Linked DNA regions of Gossypium hirsutum: all the other regions are linked to region 2. A link is a contact called in public Hi-C data. All regions are on one chromosome and are shown on one strand. The core of a region is the stretch at or near the end of the contact, and the rest is flanking DNA. Distances in the headings are between cores, read along the strand shown. Region 1 holds the start of LOC121204902. Region 2 holds the start of LOC121205796 (cytokinin riboside 5'-monophosphate phosphoribohydrolase LOG1). Region 3 holds the start of LOC121205059 (BRISC and BRCA1-A complex member 2).

Region 1 (2,700 bases), core at 87-2,586, 480 kb after region 2:
TTAAACTTTGATCTCGATCACTAAATTTTAGAATAATAATAAATTAATCACCATACCCATTTTCTATTACAGATGTAATAGAGAGCTGTCATTTTCTGTCCCCCTCCCCCTCCCCCTCCCTCTCGTCTCCTTCCCCCTTCCACCGCTTTCTCATCCCTCTCCCTCTTCCTCACCATCCCTCCCCTTCACTCTCCCACCGTACCTTTTCCTCTGCTAACCCTCTCCTAAATTTTTCTTACAGGAAAAAAGAAATATCTAGCAACAAGTTCAAGCATTTGGGGCAGCAAATTGGATGAAATTACGACATCAATTTGAAGCAATTAATTGGAGCAATCGGTGAGAAGGAACAGTAATTAGTAGCCACTATATCAAGGCTGATCGGTGGAAGAAATTTGGCTAACCAGCAGGCTTTTTGAAGCAATGGTCGGTGCAATGGGTAGCAAATACTTGTTCGACCGAAAGTGAATTAGAGAGCAAGCAAGCAGGTCAACGAAGCAGCTTATTTAAAGCACATTGAAGGCTTTTTAGTAAACTATTTAGTCTATTTGATGATTGAAATTGGATCAAATGGCAACTGGTATAAACGGTGGGCAGCAACTATTTTGGGAGCATTTCAATTGACAATTTGTAGCAAATAATTTAGAAGCAATTTGGTCGATGCAAGCAAGGAAAAGAGACTGTGGGGGGAGAGGGAGAGGGTCGAAGTAGGAGGGAGGTACAAAGGGGTAGAGGGAGAGAATCGGAGTAAGGGGGAGGGATGGTGGGGGAAAAGAGAGAGGAATAAGAGAGCAGTGGTAGGGAGATGGAGATGGAGATGAGAGAGAAAAGAGAAAGACGGAAAATGATAGGTCTTGTTTTTTTTTTTTTTAATTTAGTGATTGAATTAAAAATTTAATAACTGTTTTATTTTTAGAGTCAGTTAAGTAATTGATAGTGTACTTTTACCGAAAAAGTTAAATTAATCCTAAAAAGAAAATAACTGTGGTCCCACCAAATCAGACTACGTGTATGGCTTAGATCCTTTTCCCTGTCCGGTCAAACCAGACCTCCCCGAGGAAGTGATGACGGCTACATCAAATTAGAGGATCCATCGGTCAACATCGAATCGGCGGCTGCCGCCCAGGCAACAGTGTTTGCAATCGTTTGTCGGTAAATTAGAAAAATAGTAAAAGAAAAATGTAAAGAAATAGAGAATATAATAAAATAGTTGAAACATGTGAAGGTTAAGTAAACCAATAATGTTATGTTAACTTAAACACGATATAATTAAATACTAATATTACAGAAATTGTTAAGTGCAAAGGTTATGGGCTTCTATAAAATAAGGCACACAGAGTTAAACAAATTAAAGGCGATGTTATGGATGATTTTTCCATGTCTCCTTACAACCAATTAAACAACATTCCAAAGAGAAACATTAGAGTTAATTTTGTTTCAAAACAAAGTGAATACTTAGCTTCAACATGCACCATCCATGGCGGAGGCCTTTTGTTTCCTCCACCATCGTCTCTCACCTTCTCTTATCCTCCTTCACCTTCCATTCTCAACCCGATATTATTATATCAAAATCACCACCTGCTGCCGCCACGGCTGCAACCACCTCTCCTCCCACTTCCAACGCCTACTAAACCTCTCCACGTGTCTCTCCCTTGCCGAACTCGAAGCCTTTCTTCTTCATCATATAAAAACAAAAACAACAAAATCAGAGACCAATCCTTAACACCAAAAAGCTCAAAATCAAAACAACTCATCATCAGTGCAGGCAAAGTAGAAGATCGGCCGAAGAAAGATAATCATTTAAAGCCAAAACAGGCAACAGAAACACAAGCCATAAGTAAGTCGTCCTTTGACATGGCAATGGCACCCGCTAACCCTTTAGGATCCGATCCGAATGATCTCCCTATTGTTTTACCATCATCATACATAGCAGCAGGTGACGATGCCAAAAAGGATTTGGACGAATTTTCAGGTTCTATCTTTCCTCTGTCTCCACCACCTAGCAGCTTGCCTTTGCCTAAGTTTTCGCTAAAATCCAAGCTTAGTTGCAACCCTGGAGCCGCTGGAATCGACTGTGGAGCCACCGACAATCTCCGACGGCTCCTACGTCTCCCTTGAATAAAGGAGAAAGTAAGTTTTCTTCGTTTTGGGAATGGTAACCATTAACAGCTGATTCGAGGAAACCTGGTAGCTAGGTATTACTAGCTAGTACTGTCAATAAAACAGTCAGTCAATGTTGCATGAAAGTTTCTGGTGAAAATGAGAGGATTGAGTGATAAATGAAGTGGAGGACAAAGGTTTTGCATGAAAACATTTATTATTATGTTGTAACTTGTAATCCAGGGGAAACTAGATCCAACTACTACTGCATGCTAAAATCTGCAAAATGGAAAAGGAAACGTTGAATATCTCTACAGCATAATTATGATAAACAATCACCCTCTCAACCCTAATTTTGTTTTTGTTATCTTTAAAAGCTTTTTTATTGCGTTGGAGGCAGGGATAAGCATATTTTACTTTTAAATTCCAACCATAGAATTTTTGAAAAATATAATCATTGATGTTTAACTTTAATTGTAATTAATATAATTGTTTTATTTTGTATGAAATCTTAAACCCTATCCTAAATCCTAATCTAGCTTTTTACCTAAAGTCATAGATATTAAAATTTCAAATTCTAATCCACCTCAGCATAAATTATAA
Region 2 (2,700 bases), core at 53-2,552:
CCAACCTTATGGATACCCAACTGTTGTAAATCGTTTTTTTAGAGTTGTTTTTAAGTCATTTTATTTTCGAGGAGTTAATACATGTGCACGTACACTTGGAACCTTCCTTAATACCTTTCGGCCTCTTTGATCATATAGTTGTCCTAGTGGGACAGACTAGAATTCATGGTATCACGTGTCCACAATTCGACTTGTTCCTAATTTTTTTTAAAAAAAATGAAATCTAATAATTTCTTTTTCTCCAATTTCCAATCCTCAATTTCCAAGATCTCCCTCCCACCTTCATCATCAATTTTGCAATTTTTCTTAGTTTGCAGGCAGCCTGTTTTCATTGTCAAACATTTAGTTTTTTCTTACATAATTAACATGGGCAGATTATATATAATCTCCAGCTTGTGGGACATTTACTATCAGAGGACAAACTTCTCTCTCTCAGAAATTATTGAACAATTAATTATTGTCCCACTGCACAAATTGTTTTTCTTTTTTTCATTTCCAAAGGTTAATTCAACCCCACAGAAACAAATGAGACCAAATTCCAAAATTCAAACTGTTTATTCTAAGATAATGTTTGATTACCATGTTGTTTTAAGCCAAGATCCTCGGCTAAAGATTTTGATTTTTTTTTTAAATGAGAAAAAGTGTGGTGGAGCTATCTCTGATTTTGTTTAATCCCTTTTTTGTCTTTCATATTCCTATATAAAAGTGTTGTCACGTCAATACTTTATTCTAAATCACTATATTTCGAATTAAAGACTAATTTCTTCCATTAGTCTTATCCAATCATTTTAATTAAAAGCTTGTCAAATTATATTCTCTCTATATTTTTTAATTCAATTAATTTATATTAAAATTTATCACACTAAAAAAATTGCCTTTAAGAAAATAATATATCATACATAAATGACAGTATTTCCCTTTATTAAAAAAAAGAAAAGGAAATGGACTTTTTATAATGATGAGAAACTACATAAATAATAATGGGTATGTGAATGTTGTTTTTTTTACATAATAAATTTGTTGGTTATATCTTTTTTGAATTTAATAAGATAAAAATTATTGTATTTTCTTAATTAGGGGTGATTTGATAATTTTTTCAATTAAATTGGTATCTAGTAATTTGTGAAATCAAATTAATCTAATATTTTATTATTTGTACAGATAATAATGATATTTATTAGAAAATATGAAATCTTCTCTTTTTTTTTTTAAAAAAAACTACGATGGGGATTATAGTGTAACAGAAAAAGATAAAGAGTATAATTTATTTTTTTTACATTTGATATATTAATGCCTAAATTAAAACATTGAATAGATCATCATGCAAAATGATATTTTATATATATATGATATAGAGTGGGAATGAAGGAGTAAATAGATTTGGGGAGTATAAGCTAGTGTTTATTGGTTGTTGGAGTTGATCATCTTAGATAAGTGTGCGAGTGAGCCATTTTAATTTAAATCAGTGAGAAACTATCGTGAATTAAGGCGTAGTTGAATCCACAAAACAAGGGAAAGGGGAGGGATGAAATTACAAAGAGAATAAAATGATAGCTCAACCGAGCCTGCACAGTGTTTGTGATGAGAAGAGAGTTTGACAGGGACGTAGGGAGGTGATGTGTTGGATAGTGGGGCAATGGGGGGCATTCAGTGTGATTTCATATATAAAATGGCAAACCATCACACCATTTTCTTTCATTCCTCCCTGTACTTTTGGCCTTTGATTTCTCAACAGTTTGCTGCTGACTCTTGTTGCACTGAGCAAACAGGAACCAGAATTACTATTTGAAGCCTTTCCTATTATGGAAAATCATCACCACAATTCAAGATTCAAGCGTGTATGCGTCTTCTGTGGTAGCAGTCCTGGCAAGAATCCTAGCTACCAGCTTGCTGCTATTCAACTTGGCCAACAACTGGTACATATAAATTCTGGGTTCTTCTCTTTTACTTTGAGAAAACTTGTTTTGCAGTTTGAGTTTTGATTATATGTATCTACGGCTGATGAGTTGTAAAGTCATCGTCTGATTTGCTCCGTGATGGTTTGGAATAGAGGAGGAAATTAATGTGGAAAAGCTGAAACGAATAAAATAGTGTGGTTTACCGTATGTAAAGGAGTAATTGCAGGGAATTAAAGACGTAAAGTTTTAATAATGGATAAAATAAAACGTGCAGGTTGAAAGGGACATTGACTTGGTTTATGGTGGAGGAAGCATTGGCTTGATGGGGCTCGTCTCTCAAGCTGTCTTTGATGGCGGCCGCCACGTGTTGGGGTAAATTATATTGTTATTCTACAGTTTGAAGTTTCAGTTGCAGGCCAGGGACTATAATTATAACCCCTTTCTTTCAATTCCCTGTAGGGTAATTCCCAAGACACTGATGCCAAGAGAGGTAAAAATCAACACTAATTGAACTTGCGTCTCCTGTTGATTATCAAAAACCTTTTATAAAAATTTGGATTGTTTAATTTCAGATAACAGGCGAGACCGTGGGAGAAGTAAGAGCTGTATCAGGAATGCACCAACGTAAAGCTGAAATGGCTCGTCAAGCTGATGCCTTTATTGCCTTACCAGGTTTGTTAGTTTGTTTTTGTAAAATCCCAATTTTGTTTTTAATTACCAAAATTTGATTTTATTTCAACTCCCAGGTGGTTATGGAACCTTGGAAGAACTCCTGGAAGTGATCACTTGGGCTCAGCTAGGA
Region 3 (2,700 bases), core at 193-2,692, 300 kb after region 2:
AAAAATTTTGTTCATTGACTCAATGACTTAACAGAGTCTAAAGAGGCTAAAAAGTTCAATATGCAACTATATGACGGCAAATTTTTATCTTTCAGTTCATACATACGGAAACAGACATGCACAAAATGCAGAAAGGAAATTAAGGATAAAGACGTATATTACGGCTAAATGTGTCATGAAAATGGTCAACATTTAAGGACAGACTTCGTGTGATTAAACAAACAAACATTGAGAAAAATGGTAAAGGAAATGTCTCTGAATTTGCACATTTCCTCATTCGTTACTTTAACCTCAACTAATATCTATAAAAGAATCACAATTCAGGTTAAGAAAACAACACAGCAGGATTTTCAAAACATTCTCCATCAGAAACCAAACACAAATGCCAAGAGATTACCTCTCGTGAACAAATAGTGCTAATCTCAAATGTCAACCTATCATCATCCACTTCTCCAACACGTTTCTTCTGGTAGGCCATATACCGGTCCCTATTTAACAAGAAAATAACATGAACATTTTGGCTATCTTTCCCCCCACAACCATAAAAGATTTTGATTTCCATTGCAATAGCAAGTGTCAGTAAACATCAAGCCTAACCTCAATTCCTGAATTAAAGCTAGTAGCCTTGTCGGGTCTTTATAGTTCCAATCAGACAAAATGTTCCAAAACTTCAAGTCCCCCTCTCCTACACGGCCAGTCATGTGTAATGGGTGAAAATCTTCATCTTCAGGTCCAAATATTATATCCGGTGGAGCCAATGGGAACTCCGCATTGTATATAATATCCCCTGGATCAATGTAAACAAAAATATCATCTAAATAGAAAGCAGTTTTACTGATAAATCTTACATTTTGCAATTAAAAATCTTACAGACATTTAATATAGTCTAAGCAATATGGAATAAGCAATGTAAATCGATCTAGGCCCCCGGTGTAGGTTTTTCCACCAGACAACACTTGCTCAACCTGCAAATCAAAATTACAAGAGAAATTGAAACTTTCGTTACTGTTAAAACGGAACCCTAGCTCTTCATCGAACTAATGTCGTTGATTGAAATGGGCAATTTGAAGATATGGGGGGGTATAGGGTTAGACAGAATTACCTTGATTTTGTCGGGAAAGTGATTGATGAGATAATGGAGCTGAGCTGAAATGAATGGAGGGAAGCCATCGAGAGACATGCCTAGCTCCTTTAACAGGCTCAAAGAGATCACTTCGATGCTTCTTGCTTTGATGAAGCTTAAAGCCGATGATTTTACGGCGACGGGTTTTGAATTACGCGCCGGCAATCAACTGGTCGACCAATAAAGAAAAAAAAAAGGGAGTGACCAGTGAATCACCACCGTTTATGTTTCAGTACTTTTTAAGTTATAAGTTTAAGAATATGATGACAACGGGCATCCTCTTATCAGCCACACTGACCCGGTATTACCCGACTATGGTGAAAGTTTGTATTTCGCTTGCATCATATTTAAACTATACTCATTTTTCTTAAATTCTACTTCTGTTTCTTTTTTTTTTATAAATAGTATTTAAATTATACTCCATTACTCAAAATAGTATGTTGTGCGGAAGCGTGTAAAAGAGTAAAATTATTGTACTAAAAAATCACACTAAGTTCAATTCCCAGGAAAGAGAGGTGGATCACAAGGATCGCTTAAGTATCAGGTCTTTCCTAGCCAGAATATCCCTCAATCGTAATTTAATAGCACAATAAATCACTGCAATCACACACAATTCATGCAGAATAATACAATAAAGAACACAAAATTTAACGAGGTTCAGCAAATTTTGCCTACGTCCTCGGGCACTACCAAATATATTTCACTCCAAAATACAAGTGAGAATTTACAAAGAGAGAGAGAGAAAACAATGCCTTAAGTAGAGAATGGCAAGTTTGAGATACAAAATGAGAGATGGTTATGCCTATTTATAGTTGAGGTTCAGGGATCAACTTGCAAAGTCACTTTACAATTAGGGACCATATATTGCAAATATTCAGATTTTATTATGCTAATATCTCGATACCCATATCTTTGACTTTCCAATATTTGATACCCATATCTTTGACTTTCTATTATTTGATACCCATATCTTTGATTTTCCATAAATATGGATAATTCCCAATAATCTCCACCTTGAAGATTTGATTCGAGTAATCTTATTTTCACACAATTCTCTCTGCCTTTGTCAACAACACTTGATAGTGCCTTCTTCAACTGTTAAACATGCAGAATATTGATCAAGTTCAAACAATGTTCGAACTTGATTGTTGTTACCACCTTGGTCATCATATCTGCGGGATTATCTGCAGTCTTAATCTTCTGAAGGTGAATTTTCCCCTCATCAATAATTTCCCGCACAAAGTGGAAACGTACATCGATATGCTTTGTACGTGCATGATAGACTTGATTCTTTGCTAAATGAATAGCACTTTGACTATCACAATACACATTAATATGCTCCTGGACCAATCCCAAGGTTTTAACCATACCTTGTAACCAAATAGCTTCCTTTACAGCCTCTGTTACAGCCATGTATTCAGCTTCTGTGGTTGACAACGCAACTGTAGACTGCAGTGTAGACTTCCAACTTATTGGTCCTCCAGCAAGAGTAAACACATAACCAGTGGTTGATCTTCGTTTGTCCAAATCACCGGCATAATCAGAATCAACGTACCCAACAACACCTTTACCAAGTG

Evidence for each region. A called contact is a pair of places that touch in the nucleus more often than the background predicts.
Region 1: a Hi-C map of leaf shows a contact between it and region 2, with 1.7 times the contacts expected there. The contact joins the promoter of LOC121204902 here to the promoter of LOC121205796 in region 2. A contact is called at or near these places in 2 of 34 Hi-C or Micro-C datasets (both in leaf).
Region 3: a contact with region 2 is called in a Hi-C map of leaf, with 2.0 times the contacts expected there. The contact joins the promoter of LOC121205059 here to the promoter of LOC121205796 in region 2. A contact is called at or near these places in 2 of 34 Hi-C or Micro-C datasets (both in leaf).

Annotation. Positions count from the first base shown.
Region 1 is chrA01:21,714,321-21,717,020 of Gossypium_hirsutum_v2.1, reverse strand. LOC121204902 reads left to right here and starts at 1,336. Exons shown (of 2, transcript XM_041075712.1): 1 at 1,336-2,127. The coding sequence starts at 1,360. The coding sequence ends at 2,115.
Region 2 is chrA01:22,195,556-22,198,255 of Gossypium_hirsutum_v2.1, reverse strand. It overlaps LOC121205796 (cytokinin riboside 5'-monophosphate phosphoribohydrolase LOG1), which reads left to right and starts at 1,302. Exons shown (of 7, transcript XM_041076073.1): 1 at 1,302-1,916; 2 at 2,173-2,270; 3 at 2,358-2,388; 4 at 2,471-2,570; 5 at 2,645-2,700. The coding sequence starts at 1,803.
Region 3 is chrA01:21,899,162-21,901,861 of Gossypium_hirsutum_v2.1, reverse strand. LOC121205059 (BRISC and BRCA1-A complex member 2) reads right to left here and starts at 1,442. Exons shown (of 13, transcript XM_041075994.1): 1 at 1,103-1,442; 2 at 875-965; 3 at 598-787; 4 at 398-488. The coding sequence starts at 1,180.